2 separate regions of the Triticum aestivum genome follow, and region 1 is linked to region 2. The links are chromatin contacts, called in public Hi-C maps. All regions are on one chromosome and are shown on one strand. The core of a region is the stretch at or near the end of the contact, and the rest is flanking DNA. Distances in the headings are between cores, read along the strand shown. Region 1 holds the start of LOC123043210 (putative disease resistance protein RGA3). Region 2 holds the start of LOC123043208.

Region 1 (2,700 bases), core at 12-2,511, 290 kb before region 2:
TAGGGGAAACAGCGTCTTCTCCGTGTGAGGGCGCGCGCGATCTGCTGCAGCGCGAAATTCCTGGGAACGGCTCCCACGGCTGGACGAAGCGATCGGCTCATGCTCTGCCTGATTGCTCCGTGGCCTGCCCTTCCCGCTGATGCATGGCTGCAGTGCCGCTCCGTGGCCTGCAGTGACGCCTGGCCTGGCCCTGTAGCCGCCGAGACACATGAGCTGCCGAGTGTGGCACATGTAGTGGCAGAGACAGTGGGGACCAGCAGGGGCCTGACCCCCCTAACATCTCTGATTGTCTCTGATTTAAGGCTAATATCCATGTCAGTAGTGCTTAAGTGATGTGTAAAATGAAGCATTTTTTATGAGTCGGCCGTCCCCAACAGGACTTTACAGCCCTGCGCGATGACAGCGAACACAAAGCGTGGCGATGGTGGATACCACGAGCGCCACAGATTACGACGAGGCCTCCCTACCAATCCTGCTATATGGTGCTCAACATTTGCAAAAAAGGGCCTCATATACTATGTCAAAAACAAAAGAACCCTCACTCCACTCTTTCCTCTCCCATCATTGAGGTGGTGTTTGGTTTTCTAGTCCTAGGACTTTTTCTAGTCCTTAGGACTTTTTGAAAAAAAACTCTCAAGAAGGTGCTTCAAAAAAAAAGCAAAAAGTCTTAAAGAGGTCCCCCCTGTTTGGTTTGCTAGGAACTTTTTTTAGTCCCAACACAAAAAAGTCCCTGAAACCAAACACCCCCTGAGTCTCACAAAGTTGAGTCACTTACTTTGGGACGGAGGATGTATTTATTACGTACTTTCTTCAAACATAAATATAGTCATATATGTTGAATCATTCCTCTGAATTTAATTTGTTTTTTCTTTTACCACCTTTTTTGTTTTGACAACATGTTCAAAACAAGATCAATGTTGAGTATATTTTTCAAATTTATTACTATTATTATTTTCAAAAGTAACTGTAACATTTATATGTTCATGCACTTGCTTAAACTAAATCTCAAGTGAAGTTTCAAAAAGCAAAATAACAATAATCAAAAAACATTTTCGACATGGATCTTGTTTCAAAGATCTCATCAAGACAAAGTTGAAAATGAAAACAAATTCAAAACTGAACATTTGGTTCAAAATATATGACCATTTTCCTTTGTGTTTGGGTCAAAAAATTAAACACAAAAATTTATTGATGGGAGAATGCGATGTGAAGTGCGGGTAAACATCTTGTAGTCCGACGTATGGCGAAATCTGACCCGTTGCATTTTTACATCTAATAATGGGCCAAAAGCTATTGATAGATGCACCTGGTGCCGGCCTGACCGAGCGGTGACTTCAAAACCAACGGACGGGCACGATCCCGCGGTACGCACGCGTAAACCGCGCAAAATCCCTTCTCCGCTAGCTCAGCTTCATTCCCCCGCATGAGTGGTCTCTTGATTAAATAAGTTAGCAGTTAGAGTAGCTACTTAAATCACGTCGGGCAAGCCTATAGCTAGCTAGCCAGGTTCGATCGATCCTTGGGCCGGCACGGCTTTGTCGTCAAGGCATCAGCAGAGTGCGTAGCCATGCCGGCCGGCACGCTGCTGGTGGTTGGTGGGTGGGTATTCTCGCCGATCATCAAGGAGCTCATCGGCGAGGCCAGATCCTTGGTGAGCAGCAAGTACTCGAGCTTCAAACATCTGGCCAAGCACCTCGAACAGCTTGTTGATGTCCTGGACCAGATGACCACGACCATCGAGGCCGTCCAGCAGCAGGCTCAACGGCGGCGCTCCGACGAGGACGTCTCCGCCGGCGGCGGGATGGCTAGCTGGGTGGGCCGGCTGGTCGACGCCATCCACGATGTGGAGTCCGTCCTGGACGTCTTCACCTACGACGACATCGTCATGTCCAACTTGCGCGACAACAAGCTTGCTCAGGTTGCTCACTCCGCGGCCAGAGCCGGCCGACGGCTGATCGGCAGGGACAAGGCGTTCAACCGGCTCAAGAAACTCCTGGACGAGCTTCCGCTTATCCAGCAGAGCTTGCGGGATCTCGCCCAGCTGCCGCGGATCGACTCCGGCGGCAGCCGGGGCCGAGGCCGAGGATACTCGCGCTCCGTGTCACGAAAGGCGACTGGCCCGCTGCTACCGGGGGCGACGGGCCAAGAACTGTTCGTGGGGTACGAGCAGGAGTATGGCCGGCTCGTCTCGGCCCTGCTCAACAACGTCAGCGACCAGCCCAGTAGCAGCAGCAGCAACAAGAATGTCGTGGCGGTCATCGGCCACAGCGGCATCGGGAAGACCATGATCGCTCGGCGGGCATGGCATGACAAGAGAATCAACGGGGACAACAACAAGCACTTCGATCTGATGGTGTGGGCGAGCGTTCGATGCATGTTCACCGAGACCGAGCTGCTGGCCGAGATATGGAGGTCCATCCCCGGATCAAGCGGCGTCGACGAGAAATGCGCCGCCGCGGGGATGAGCTTCGGCGTGCTACAGCAGGCGATCCGCGGGCTGGTCGGCTCCAGGAGGTGCCTGCTCGTGCTCGACGACGTGTGCAACGACGAGTCCGGCCGTGACTGGACGGAGAAGATGAGGACAACTTGGGAGGACGTATTAGCCCCGTTCCGGGACGGAGGCAACGGGAGCAGGATCCTGATGACGTGCCGAGCTACCATCTGCGCCAAGGTGCTCGATGCCGGCACCAGGATCCCGCT
Region 2 (2,700 bases), core at 42-2,541:
CAATGTTTGTCTCAAAAAAAATTTGGAAATTTTTGAATTTTTTTCGATTTTTTTTTAATTTTACTATTCATGCGGGAGCATATGAGCTCGGGTGCAGAATGGACTTTTCGGTCTTGTAGCTCTTTTTTTCCCAGCGTGATTCTTTCAGCATCCTTATCTAGTGCCAGCTTTTAATTTGATTTGATCCCCACCGAATGATCATATTTTTAAATGGGATTACACAAAGGTCTGGTTCAAATCTAAACCAACTCCTAACTACCATCCGAACTAACCAGACGAAATTTATGCACACACGGCTGGATTTCATTTAAAGTTCGGATATAGTTTACACAAACGGACCACATTCATGCAAACATGAAACATGGGGGTTTTCTTTACATTTTGAATATTTAGAAAAAAAACTATCGCGGCCGCCGGCGTCCAAGCCCTTGTTGTTCCCATCCTGAGACCGCATCCTCCATCCGCCGTTTTCATGAGCACCGACGATAAGACCCGTGAACTGAAGGTGTGGTCTCGGACGAGAAAGAGTAGAATATGAAAGACAGACCGGCCCACATGGGACACAAGGCCCTGCCGCCTCCCGTGCCCTACTTACCCTCGGAGGAGTCCGCGACCTGTCCGTCGCCGATGGACGTGAGGTCCACGATGAAAATGGTGCCGCTCGCACTGTCGTCATCCTACAGGGCTGCCAAATAGTTCGTCGACGATGCGTGTAGGCGCAGCTGACATTGTTCTCCTTGGCGATCGCCTACAATTACACCTCCACAACGGCTGCTTCCTGTCGAGCGGCCGCTTGAGCGCGGGTGACCTTTTAGATCGCATGCTGCTCCACGACGAACTTGGGGTTCGTCACGGCGATGATCGTCACGGCCTCCTCGCTCGCGCGCTCGTCGTCGATCTGACCCTCCGCCAGCCGGTGCTGCTCCAGGAGGAACATGTCGTACCGCTACTCCTCCTGCGCCTGCTGGAACAACGATATAGGTCAACGTGCACTAGTGTCCTTGCCCGCTACGTGTTTGACGAAATGTCGGGACGAACATGCACAAAATGCATCCGCCCCCTGTTGGACGCACCGGCCAATCCAAATAAAAAAGCAAACACGGCCGAGCAGAAGGGTGACCGAAACAAAAACAGAAAAACAAAATTAATGTTCGTTTGGGTCGCTGCTCCGGGATTGGCTGTTTTACAAACTGGTACTAGTCATGTGTTCAGAGGGGCATCCTAGTACATGTCAATTCCTTCTTACCAAAAACAATTCCTTGTATCTACGTGGCCCGGCTTAGCGCCACGGCCAAGGGTCCACACGGCCCCAAAAACCATCGTCTTCCTGTGTCGTCCCTTTCCTCGCCCCTCACACGCCTCACTCCGTTCTCGCCGAGGGTGCTCCACCTCTCTCTCGGGGCGCCGTCGCGAGCGATTCAGGCGCAGCGCCGCAAATACGCCGGCCGGGAGGCCCGACTTGGAGGTACCGATTCCGCCCTCACTCCCCGCTTTCCCCTTTTGTTGCTCCCATTTTTGGGGGGATCTTTCGGCTTTGGGCTAGCTTTGGGGGTTTGAAGCTTGAAGCTCTCGCCCTCTCTGTCGGATCTTCCATTCCTCGGCTACTCGTTGTTGCTGCGTCAGTTGATCCATCTCATCTTTTTAAGGAAGATTTTCTCCGAATTTTCTGTCTCAGTGCTCGCTCGGCTGCGGGGAGGATCTATCGCTGGGGCGCATGTACAGCCGGCCGGCTGCCCATCGGCGACGACGGACTAGCAGCACCTTGATACCCGCGCGTCGATTGCCCCTCCTGGCCACTAGGCCTTGTATTTGTATGGCCCTTCTTGGTGCTGCCCTGTCACCACGCTTCAAAGATTACAATCTGCAGCCGCTTCCTTCTCTTGCGGTGCTTGGCTATCCCAAAGCTCAGTGAACCAGGCTAGCTGTTGCAATGCAACGTCTTGAAGAAGAAATTTGCAGACTGAACCTATGGGACAGGGGCGAGGTGTGTGCTGCTACCAAGAACCTCCTCCGGTCCATCGAGCAGCCCCCCTACTCGATCCAGGCAGACACCATCGTCTGCTGTTTCTCCCTCAGCGGGTGCCACTCCCAAAGCAGCAGCCATGACGGCTATGCATCTAGTGATGGCGACGACACTCCAACTCCAACCAGCAGCAACGTGCGGCAGCTTCACTATCCGTCACATGCCCACATGGACCCTGGCCGTGCCCGACTCATCTTGCCGGGCTCTTTGGACCAGCTAGAGGGCATCATCTGCAATTGTCAAGTGGCTTTTGGATCTGATTACAAACAAGTGCTCCTCCAAGCATTCTCGGCCAACTCACATACATTGAGCAGGTAAATCCACAAATTTGTTTTATTACTTGGGTTAAAGATGATACTGGCAGTATGTATTCCATTTTTCTTCCCTCCGGCCCTGAAGAAACACATATTCCTTCTTCATGGCGTTTTTTATTACTCCCTCTGTACAAAGTAGACCGGGACTGTCATTGTACTCCCTCCGTTTCTTTGTAGTCTGCATATAAGATTTAGTCAAAGTCAAACTTTGTAAAGTTTGACTAACTTTATAGAAAATATATCAACATCTACAATACTAAAGTTATACGTTATGAAAGCTAATTTCATCATGCATCTAATAATGTTGATTCCATAGTGTGAGTGTTGATATCTTTTCCTATAAAGCTAGTCAAACTTTATAAA

Evidence for each region. Hi-C and Micro-C count contacts between places; a contact is called where the count stands out from the background.
Region 1: a contact with region 2 is called in a Hi-C map of leaf, with 5 times the contacts expected there. The contact joins the promoter of LOC123043210 here to the promoter of LOC123043208 in region 2. A contact is called at or near these places in 3 of 5 Hi-C or Micro-C datasets (all in leaf).

Annotation. Positions count from the first base shown.
Region 1 is chr2B:24,830,427-24,833,126 of IWGSC CS RefSeq v2.1, reverse strand. LOC123043210 (putative disease resistance protein RGA3) reads left to right here and starts at 1,261. Exons shown (of 1, transcript XM_044465586.1): 1 at 1,261-2,700. The coding sequence starts at 1,568.
Region 2 is chr2B:24,536,896-24,539,595 of IWGSC CS RefSeq v2.1, reverse strand. It overlaps LOC123043208, which reads left to right and starts at 1,291. Exons shown (of 4, transcript XM_044465584.1): 1 at 1,291-1,465; 2 at 1,676-2,337. The coding sequence starts at 1,931.